Regions from separate parts of the Gossypium hirsutum genome. Here region 2 is linked to region 1. The links are chromatin contacts, called in public Hi-C maps. All regions are on one chromosome and are shown on one strand. Each heading gives the region's core, a stretch centred on a gene start, on an enhancer-like site or on the middle of the called end of the contact. The rest is flanking DNA. Distances are from core to core; before and after follow the strand shown. Region 1 holds the start of LOC107925684 (protein YIPF5 homolog). Region 2 holds the start of LOC107925548 (60S acidic ribosomal protein P2A).

Evidence for each region. A called contact is a pair of places that touch in the nucleus more often than the background predicts.
Region 2: a contact with region 1 is called in a Hi-C map of leaf, with 4 times the contacts expected there. The contact joins the promoter of LOC107925548 here to the promoter of LOC107925684 in region 1. A contact is called at or near these places in 2 of 34 Hi-C or Micro-C datasets (both in leaf).

The regions. Positions count from the first base shown.
Region 1 is chrA01:116,705,468-116,711,094 of Gossypium_hirsutum_v2.1, forward strand. LOC107925684 (protein YIPF5 homolog) reads right to left here and starts at 2,238. Exons shown (of 1, transcript XM_016856399.2): 1 at 1,222-2,238. The coding sequence starts at 2,148. The coding sequence ends at 1,387. It overlaps TRNAD-GUC (transfer RNA aspartic acid (anticodon GUC)), which reads left to right and starts at 2,648; the gene lies at 2,648-2,719. LOC107925599 (purple acid phosphatase 22-like) reads left to right here and starts at 4,706. Exons shown (of 4, transcript XM_041096162.1): 1 at 4,706-4,967. The coding sequence starts at 4,706.
Region 2 is chrA01:116,923,577-116,929,770 of Gossypium_hirsutum_v2.1, forward strand. LOC107925548 (60S acidic ribosomal protein P2A) reads left to right here and starts at 2,464. Exons shown (of 4, transcript XM_016856270.2): 1 at 2,464-2,595; 2 at 2,691-2,801; 3 at 3,678-3,907; 4 at 3,993-4,200. The coding sequence starts at 2,714. The coding sequence ends at 4,019. It overlaps LOC107925660 (monodehydroascorbate reductase), which reads right to left. Exons shown (of 10, transcript XM_016856370.2): 8 at 6,058-6,183; 9 at 5,850-5,990; 10 at 5,262-5,758. The coding sequence ends at 5,435.

The DNA of each region.
Region 1 (5,627 bases), core at 988-3,487:
TTAGCCTGTAAAACTGTAAAAAGAGATAAAAATCATCATTATTCTCAAGAGAATCAAGGACCCAAAGTGAAAAACAATCTTTCCTCATGCCCAAAGAGATGTTTTCTCCTTATTGCCTTAATATGCTTTGCCAGGATGAGTAAATAGTTTTATTGAAGATAATGGCTAACACCAAGGATCTCTCAGAACCCATCTCCAACAACATAGTACTTGATAAAACAGAATGATCAGAGTAACTTGATCATGAATTATATCTAATATTGACGCAAATAGAAAACAATGAAGAAGGTAAAATCCTATTTCAAGCCCTCAAACGAACTTATCTTCTATCTTATGTGGACCCCTGATTCAGGTACGTGTTTCTACTCAATAAAATGAACCATTGGATAGCTTGATGATGAATAAAACTAATAGTCAAGTAAAAAGATAACAATGAAGAAGGAAAAAGCCTATTTCAAGTCCTCAAACAAGTTTATCTTCTTCTATCTTAAGTGGACTCTTGATTAGGGTACATGATTGTACTCAATAAAACAAAATCATCCGACTAGCTTGATCATTAATGAAATCAAATATTCATGCAAATAGGTGACGATGAAGAAGGTAAAATCCCATTTCAAGCCCTCAAACAAGTTTATCTTATCTTACGTGGACCCATAATTCAAGTCCGTGTTTCTACTCAATAAAACAGAACCATCCGGATAGCTTGATAATGAATTAAATCTAATAGTCATGCGGAGAGATGACAATGAAAAAGGGAAAAGCCTATTGCAAGTCCTCAAACAAGTTTATCTTCTTCTACCTTAAGTGGATTTGTGATTAGGGTACATGTTTGTACTCGATAAAACGGAACCATGCAAATAGCTAGATCATGAATAAATCAAATATTCATGCAAATAGGTGATAATGAAGAAGGTAAATTCCCATTTCACGTCCTCAAACAAGTTTATCTTCTTCTATCTTACTCAGGCTCAGGATTCGGGGAGCTTGATCATGAATTAAATCCAAAATTCACGTGATCGAATAATAATGAAGAAAGTAAAAGCCTATTTCAAGTCCTCAAACAAGTTTATATTTTTCTATATTAGTCGGACTTGGGATTCGGGTTCATGTCAAACACAAATATGCTCAATAATTTTTTCTAAAAAAATTAGGATACATTTGAAAGATCATATAGATATCCATGTCAAGTGAAAAAGAGCTCAATACAAACCGAGTAATAACTTTGAGCTAAAAAGGCAAATTTCTATGAAATTTCAGTTCTGTTCAACATTGTAGATATCAAAATTCAACCAAAAAAGAGAAAAAAAAGAAAACCTCTTTAGAATACATAGCAATTAGTATCCACTAAAAGAACCTAACCCTAGATACAAGCAAATTGTACTTCAATTAAAATATAACAAGAAGCGAAAACAAAGTGTAGATTAAGAAACAAGCGTACGATATAAGGCCGCGATGTTCTTCACCTCCATCAGCAAGTGCCACCATTAAATTGGTGCAAGCCCTAGTGGCCCAAACAACGAAAATCCCCGCCACGGCGTACCTAGCAACGCTAGTCCCCTGGGGAATAAAAAGCGATGCTGCAGAGAAGATCACCACCGGTAACATACAATAACCAACCACGCTCGTACACGTATGAAGATCTAGGTTGCCGTTGCGACCCGCTAACATATTGAAAACGACATAGAGGAAAATCGAGGAGACGACGATCCAGCCAAGGATGACGCCGAATTGGATCTTGCCAGCGAGGAGTTGGAATAAGCAGAGGGATAAGTAGAGAAAGATAGGGCCTGATAAGTCGGAGTCTTTATGGGCCGTCGGATTCACCCGGAGAGGGTTGAGGATGGATCTGGTCTTGTACCAGATTTGATCCGGGTGGATACCGAGTTCATCGAGAAGGGGCTCTTCGTCTTCGAATGAAGCGGATCCGGTTGCTGCGGAGGAGGAGATTGAACCGCCTAAGGATACCGACGACGATGTGGCCGAACCCATATCAAAAGACATGAAGGGTAAAGCGGAAGAGGAGGAAGGAGGGCGTGAGGGTTGGAATGGCGCAGTGGGTACCCGGCGTTGGTTGATGTTTCCGACGGAAGGGTTGACTCCGCCGCCGGAGGGGAAGACCACCGGCGGCACCGTGAATTCTTTGGCCATTTCTTGTTAAAGCTACAAAGACTTGTTTTGTGGCTATCTAGAAATTACTAATTTTTTTCCGTGGAATCTTTTTGTGTTTCCAATTTTTAAGCTTGTTAATGGAATTTATTGGGCGCTGATTAGACCCGGCCCGACTTGCCGAGTTTTCGGTAATTTAATAAAATGTTTATTAAATTTTAATTATAAAAACATATTAAATATGAGAAAATATTTACTATGTCACGAGTAAAGTTTTTAGACTAAACAAGTAGTGTTAGAAAGTAAGCGTACATTATCAACTTATCAAATGGGATATTACTATTCTTTCTTTTTCTTTATATATTTTTCATATTTATTTTACGATTTGTATTTAGAATTCGTGGTTACCACTCTAAACAATTTTATCTCTAGAGATAAGTGTTCGATGGGATTATGTGAAAATTTTTTGAGTTAAATAAAGAGTTCCTAAACCCTTAATTTATTTACCAAAAGATATATACTTCTTTTCAAAAGCAACAAGGTCGTTGTAGTATAGTGGTAAGTATTCCCGCCTGTCACGCGGGTGACCCGGGTTCGATCCCCGGCAACGGCGATATTTTTTTTCAATTTGAAAACTCGATTTCTGAGAAAGAGCCATGAAGAAGCTGTACTTTCAAATTATGTCTGATTAATACTTTTTCGGTATCGTCTCAATTTTCAAATCTATGCATGAAGATAGTTGAGTTGTTAGTCCAGAATATAGTGTTCTATGATAATTTAATGAAACTCACTAGTAACTCGTAGTGATTCTGAACCATTAAGTTTGTTTTTTCCCCCTGTAAACTATCAACATTAATGGATCCATTATCCAATTAAAGAGAGAACAATGGTAATACTATATGACAAAAATGATGGAAATAGGAAGAACTTGGGTCCATATCTGGGGTCTTGATGTCTATAGGTTCGCCACTGTTATAATAGGAAGAACTTGGGTTAGAATTGAAGCTGAGGTTGAGGTGGTCAGTAATGGTAATGGCTGAATTTTTTGGCTTAGAGTAGGTGGGGTTGGAGAATTTTTGGTTAAGCGCAGATAATAGCGCTTGATTCTCGTCGTTGAGAAGCTTTGCTTTCTTCCTCAACCTCTCATTCTCTTTCAGTATGTAACAGTTCTTCATGTATAGCTCTAAGTTCAGCTTTTCCATGACTATCCAAACTTCCTTCAACTTGCCTGTAATGCCCCCCTGAAACCCAGTTAAAAAACCAATGGGGTTTTAGGATAAAAGAAACCACTGTAATTGACACAAATTATATGTATGTATTTACGTACGCATGGCATTAAAGATCACTAATATAAAACTGGTTATCTTATTAGTGGAGAAACAAGCAGGTGGATGATGGCAAATGATACTTGTTTTGTGAGTAATATTTTGTAGGAGCAACCCTATATGGTCTATATATAGGGGATTATAATTAGGGCAATAGCTGTCCAGGACTCTTTCGGCTGGCCTATACATGAAAGAAAGGGATAAAGGTTATTACAAGGTCGACTGCAGATTGAACATGTTGGAATTACTACTACATGTGCTTATGTTACTCTTAGACATAGATTTGTTCTTTTTTGCTTTGTATTCAAGTAGAATGATGGTTCCAGTTGGTATAAAAGAAGGGGCGGAAAGTAATTAAAAGGGGAAAAAAACAGATAAAGAAGACAAGTTTAGACATGTAGAAAGACAGGGGGGGCTTCTTAAAAACAAAGAATAAAGGAAGCTTTTAGAAGCTACTCTGCTAATTCAAAATACATTAAATAGTAAAAAGACTAATTTAATCTGTGATTTTTATAATGAAAATATAACTTTTTTCGCATGATAGAATAATGAAAAATAAAATAAAATAAAATAATTTTTACGTTTATATATAGATTTAAACTAGTACTAAAAATTTGATATTTAAATACGTTTGTATGTATTGGGACCTTATTTGTCCCTGTATATGAAGTTTCTCTTCATGTTTGAATAGCTTCTTGAATTGCATGTTTGGTGACCATGTCGTATCCCTTCTTCAGGCAGTTGTCTAGATATACATATTTTATATATACATACAAACAATCAAAGTTAAAGAACCGGCTCTACACTTGTCATTTGCTGCAAGTATATTGAGAAATTTTCCAATTGGTTTACTTGACGCCATCTAAATCTTATACATACAAACATATTATATATATATGTATGTATGTATATTATATATATATGTATATATAACCAGCTCAAAGATTCCTTGTTATAAATAAATCTGAAGACTCCAATTCAGGAACATCCTACCTTAAACAACTAAAAGATTATGGCAATACCATGGCCTAAGCATTCCTTGCATCTCCTTTTAACAATGATCTTCTTCATCTCTCAAACCACGTACACATTACAAATCCATTATATTCGATATCCTCCTTGACAATTAATCGATACTCCACATCGTCGATCCAAATCCGACCCTCAACAGGTTGATATTGTCTATTATTCATTATTTTCTCACGTCTTTTCATGTATTAATATTTTTCATCTTCCTTTTTCAGGTACATATTTCTTTTGCGGGCAAAGATTACATGAGGGTGACTTGGATAACAGAAGATAAAGACGTGCCATCAATAGTGGAATATGGGAAGATTTCTGAGAAATACAATAATATTATTGAGGGAGATAGTACTCTATATCGATACTTCTTTTACAGTTCAGAAAAAATACATCATGTTAAGATTGGACCATTGGAGCCATCAACAATGTATTACTATAAGTGTGGTGGATATGGTCCTGAGTTTTCCTTCAAGACACCTCCTTCAACTTTTCCTATTGAATTTGTTGTGGTTGGTAAGTAAAGATTTTTTTTTTATATAGTGTTTATATTTCGGTTTAAATTTTACATTTTATTCAATTTAAAAATTTTAATTTTTTCATTAATATTATTAGTATATTTCCTCTAAATCTACTTCTATCGAATTTATATATTGAGTTGGTATGTAATGGTAGCAAATTTTGATGGACATCAATGGTTGAATTAGATTTTTTAAAATTGAAAAAATTGTGAAATTAAATTTAAAACTTTATCCAAGTATAGATTGAAATAATTTATATAAAGGAAAGCAATGGCTTCTACTAATATGTTATTTGGATTTGATTGAGTATTAAACACAAATATATTTAAAATTTGAAATTCGAAAGGTGCAATGATAATTCAAACCCAGGATTTTGTGAGGCAAATTTTCAATTTTTTTCATATATATATATAAAAGATTATATCTTTTATTCTTCTAAGAATATATTTCATAAATATATGTATTTAAAAGAATGAGTCCAAAATTAAAACATCACTAATCATTTTGATAAAGGAGAAAATAATGGATTAGCACTATTTTTTTTTCCTTTTAAAGGTTCATATTGAGAGAATGTTTTTTTTTTTAATAATTTTATTATAGATTTTGATTATATTTATTTTTTTTGATATAATGTCTATAAGTGTCCATAACCCTT
Region 2 (6,194 bases), core at 1,214-3,713, 220 kb after region 1:
CTCATTACTATATTTTTATTTCATGCCATTGCATCGTGAATTTGGCTCTAATGTATTTATCCAATATAGATTATTTCATTTTTCTCCAAACAAAATAAACTCACATTGCGAAGTGTCATACTCGCTATATTTCAAAAAAGAAAATTTTCTAAATAAGGTAATATTTCGTGTTTTAGGAAATTCAAGGAATCGTGCCGTAACTTATGGGGTTTCAGTTTTCTCATTAAACCTAAATAGCCAAATATCCTTTTAAGTTTCAAAACACATGAAATTTCAATTAAAATTAAAGACAAATTTGCGCTCGGGAGTTCATGGTATCGCGTCCTAACTTACGAGATATGATACTCCGATATCTCGAGACGAAGAAATCTTTAGCAATATTTTGATCTAATTCAAGTATTTTTAAAATTGACGTTAATAAAAACGAACGTATTTTAAATCTGTTCCCGATTTTTAACTTTCGACATTAAGATACTAACTAACAACCCGGTACCAATTTTGGGCGTGACGAGGGTGCTAATCCTTCCTCGCACGTAACCAACTCCCGAACCTGTTCTCTCGAGTTTCGTAGATCAAAAACACCGTTTTAATAAACTAAAACATTTTATTAAAGTAAAGGTGATCCAATCATACCCAATAAAGATCGGTGACGACTCTCTTTTTAATTTTTATTTTCAAACAAAATCGATTCCCGTCTTCCAAAAAAATAGCTTCGACAATTGGCATATTTGAACATTCATCAAATCAAAGAACATAAAAAAGAGGAAACGCAATCGAGAGAAGTTCATGCTCATAAAGGTGCAAAGATAGATATTCGTTTAAAATTTTACTTTTTTTTACTTCTTTATATGAATTAAATTTTGTATTGAATTTTAATTTTTAGAAATTGTATATAGGTTTAGTTTTATTAATTGTGTTTGAATAATTTACTATAATTTGTGGATGGTTTAAAATAATAATAATCAATAAACCAAGTTTATAAACAGTGATGTTGGGTGGTTTACTTTGCTTAAGGTAAGGTGGAGGGCCGAAGAGATAGAGTGTGATACATTTTCTACTTTATTTTTTTTCTAATTTTTTTAATTTATTATTTTATTTATTACTTGTTCTCAAATTTCTTCTTTTAGTGTTTTTATTTTCTTTATTTCTAAATTTGTTTATTTCTTTTTTACAAGTCAGATTTTAATCTTTTTTTCTCAAGTCGAACAATTTGAATACAATTCTTTTTCCACTTTATTCCCTATCAGAGAGATAGAGAATATCCCATTTTTAGTATGGACTAAAGGTTTATATACCCTTAACAATGATCCTGAAGTGTCATGTGTTGTCTTTCCAATGAGTGAGCCCAAATCAAGTTACCCAAGTACTATGCCACTATAGGTCTAGATAGAGTGACGATTGTACACATTATTAAGCACTTCAAATAAGATATGAAAGTTGTGTTAGAAGTGATGGTTAATGTGTGGGGTCCACTTGGGTGTGTAGTTGAGGAGTATATGCTAGAAGTTGCCCTCAAAGGGTTATTTGAGGAGTATTTGATGTCTACGAAGGGTGGATGCTCAAAAAAATGTGTTCGAGGACTAGGAGGTATAACATTCCTCAAATCTTTTGTAAAGAAAAAAAAATAGAGGGAAATAAAGAGAAGTGAAAAAATTTTGTTGATATCAATTGGAAAAAAAAAGGGAAGTTAAAAGAAAACAATTAAATTACTCAAAAGAAAAAATATAGGGATTAGAGGTACAATTTGACCTAAAAATTTCGTTTGAAATGGTGATTTAACTAAACTTGTTCATGAATTAGTTACCTGCCCAAGCTCGAAAGTCTACTTAAAATTTACGAGAGTTTGAAAAAAAAAATTAGGTCTGAAAACGGGCTTGAAAAAAAAATCTAAGCTCATTCAAAATATAGGTTAAACTCAGACTGTAGCTCAAACATTCAAGGCCCAAATCTAGCTCATATTCTATGTTTTACTATATTATAGTATGTTATTTATATCTATTATATAATTTATAATACATAAAAACTAAATTTATAATAATATATAATACTATAATGTAAATATCAAAAAATACCTTTAAGATGCGTATATTTAATTTTTAATAAACTAAAAATATAAAAATTTATTAAAATATTAAATTGAAAATATTTTAAAATTTTTAAAAAATGATATAGACGAGACTAAAATAGACTTATGTTAACCAATTATAAATATAGATGAGTTTGGGCAAATTTTTAACTCATATTTTGGTCAGGCCAAGCTTAAGTATGTATAAAATGTGTTAATATCATAATTTAATTTGACCCAACTTATGAACACCTACCAAATCAATTTTTTGTTACATCATTGATGACTCAATTACCAAAAATGATAGAAAATGAATAACGTTAATGATCATTTCGTAACAAATTAATGTTTGATGACTAAAACATAATTTAAAACATATATAAATGACTATTTCTTTTAGTTTACCCTTTTTGAAAATCTTATTTTCTCTTTTAAGCCTAAAACCCTAATTTGCAAATATCATATAAAGCTTGTCACGGCCTTTGTTATTTCCATTTGAAAACCCAGGGTTTCTTCCATAGCCGCCCCTGGTTTGTCTCTTCTTCTCTTTCATCTCCTTTGCTTAAACTTTCGTTTTCCTCCATTGGCTTTATAGTTATAACTTAATTGTTGTTTTTCTTTACAGAAATTATATAGAAGAGAGAGAGAATGAAGGTTGTTGCTGCTTATTTGTTGGCTGTTTTGGGAGGCAACACTTCCCCTTCAGCTGATGATCTTAAGGCCATTCTTGGCTCTGGTAAACTATTTTCACCTTCTTCTTTTTTTTTTTGATTTGACTGCTATGTTTCCTTTTATCTGTTTCAATCTCTGCACTTGGTAATCCATTTGTTTGTAAATTGTATTTGCACCTTTTTTCATAGGTTTGATCCAAAAGTTTAGATTTCTTGTGTTGTAACCTGTTTTTTTGTGAATGTCAATTTGATTATGAGGTGGGTTTGGTATAAAAATATAAACTTTGTACTGTATTTGTGTATTGGTTTGAGATTTCACATCTATATTGAACCCCTTAATTCAAAACATGTTTGGTTTGGAGAAATGTACGATGAATGAATACTAGAATGCAATTTGCTACTTCTATATAATTCAATATGGTAGTCTTTTTTGGTTTCATAAATAAATTTGAATTTGGTAAACTCAATAATCTTATACTAATTTATATGCTAATGGTGTCATTACATTAATGGGATTGAATTGACATTTACAGAAGTGCTCAAATGAAGGTCAAACCTTTCAAAATGGTCAAGTGAAAAGTCAAACCGTTTTGAAAGCCCTCAAATAAGGGTTTTTCAAATGTCCTATATCAGTTTTCAAATTGTCTTTATTGTTTTCTTTTTTGTTTCAATCAATATCTGATTTAGCTGTTAGCTGAATTGCGTGAAAAGCCCTTATATGACCATTTTGAAAGGTTTGACCCTTATGCGAGCAATCCTAAAAGGTTAAGTCTCGAATTGAGCATTTAACTATTTCTGATTTAGCCAATTCCGATAACAAAGATGTAGAGTGAATTTCATTGCTTATCTATGTTTCTTTTTTGTCCATCAAACAAGGATATAACAATTCTGTATATAGACAGTGTTTCAAAAGATTTACATAAATATGATTTTGTTTACAGTTGGTGCTGAAGCTGAAGATGAAAGGATTCAACTTCTTTTATCTGAGGTCAAGGGCAAAGATATAACAGAGCTTATTGCATCCGGGAGGGAAAAGCTTGCCTCCGTTCCATCTGGTGGTGGTGGTGTTGCTGTTGCAGCTGCTGCTCCTGGTGTCGGTGCCGCTGCAGCTCCAGCTGCAGCCGAGGCTAAAAAAGAAGAGAAAGTTGAAGAGAAAGAAGAATCCGATGATGTAATAACACTCCTAACCTCAATTACATGTTTTGTTCAATTAACTTTTGTTCTAATTAACTTTTGTTTTGTTCAATTTCTTGCAGGATATGGGATTCAGTCTCTTTGATTAAAGAGTTGGTATTTTGCAGAAATTCTCTTCTTCTTTTTTTTCAAATTTAAGGCCAGTTTAGATTCTAAAATTTCGTTATTTTCGTTTTCAATTCGGGGATTAGATGAACAATGGCATATGTTTTTGCTTAAACTTAATGTTGCAATGAATTTTCCATAGTCTATTATGATGATTTTCTTGAATCTCATGGCAATTTTTTTTGCGAGTCTTTTTCATATATATGTTGGGATGAACAAATATGCTACAATATTCATTGATATGTCCCAACTTATAAAATTTTTTCATATTTATTTGGTGATCAAATTTGTTCATATTCATGGTCTAATATGTCCAACACAGAAACAGTCATGTTTGGATGATATGTAGTGTAGGAAAATTCTAGAGGGTGTGCTTTTTAATATTTATATTATTTTTAATCTAATATTTAATAATTTAATATTATAATATTTTATATTATTATAGATTTAATTTGTGTTATAAATTACAAAATATGTAAAAATAGCTTAAAATATTAGAAACTTAAATCTCTGTCACTTGTAGTTATTTATCATTCAAAGAATGAATGACTGAAAAATGACGATCCACGGATTCAATTATAATCTTTCTTACTTTTGAGATAAGTAAAGCTTGCTATCCATTTTACTTTTGAGATAAGTAAAGCTTGCTATCCATTAGGAGAATACAATTTCTCCTCTGTTTCAGTCTTCTTTCTTTTTCAGTTTTCAATAAAAGTAAATAGCAGAATCATGGCTAGGAAACTATACCAATGACTTACATAATTTTATTTTAGAAATTTTCAAATGATTGGATGGACCATGCAAACTATAAATATTTTTCCTTGGATAAAGGAGATTACTCAATCTATTTGCGTATCGCTTATGATCTATATAATAACCGGGGTTTCCATTTTAAATTGAGATTCATTTTAAACGAGCAAAGAATATAATATTTTTGTCGAAACCTTTTTAAATTTCAGATGTGCCTTCAAATTTAGATAGATAATTTAATCCTTGAACATGCCTAAATTGGAAAAATTGTAGACATTGAAGTTGCAACAAGCACTAGGCCAAGAAAATGCCATATTTAATCATATAGTTTCATCTATTAGTATAAATAAGTTATTTACACTAGTTCCGTTAAATAATTCTAACGTAAAAGATAACTAACCAATCAATCTAATTTATTAATAATAGTAGTGATGTAATATAATCTAATTTCTAATTTATTAATAATAGAAATGTAATGCGATAAAATTAAAATTTTATGACCTGATTGAAAGTTCATGATGGAGAATATAAATGATCCATATCAATCACAATTCAAAAGAAAACAAAGCAAACAGTATAGTTATAAGCTCAATCCAAAGGAAACCAAAAGCCAGTTGTGTTGGAACCGCATGGCAGGTATGTGAATCCATCAGATCTTACAGGCAAAAGAAAGACCTTCATGTTTCACAGCTTCCAAACTCTGAACTGAAGGCTGAAGCTTAGCCACTTTTGCAATAGCTTGGTTTTCTTTGGCAGTGCCGCCTTCTAAGAAAGCTCCAACCACCTTCCCATCTTTGATCCAGTAAGATCCGAACTTCGCCTTTGGTGATTTCGGGTTGCTGTCTCCGAAAAGTACTGTATCTCCTACATTGTCACCATAGAATTGCCATGATAGATCAAAGGAACGTGAATAGAAGTACGGTAGGTAGTCATATTCGTCAACTGATTTCCCTTCCCCACTTGCCTTGATAGCCTGCAAAAATTGCCGGAAAAGTAACATTTAGACGATATTTAAGTGTAAAAGATCAGGTCACAAAAAGGATGAATTAAGTGAGAAAACACACCTTTACCGCCTGTTCAGCTGATTTCCGGGCATGGTCAACGTGTTCCACCCTTCTCAATTCATTGTATAACTTCAGAGGAAAAGTGGCTAGATCACCCACAGCATATACATTGGGAACACTTGTTTCGAAAAAAGCATCAGTCTGCATTCAAACAACAATGTCAGCAAACCAAAAAGGCATTTGAGATCATGTCATTGATGAAACCAACCTTTATTCCACCCTTTTCCTCTTCAACCTGTCCTTTAAATAGTGTTGTAAGAGGCCTTCCACCAACACCAACAACAACGATGTCAGCTTCTAGAGCTCTGCCGTCCTTAAGTTTAACTTCCTTCACCTGAAAAGTGA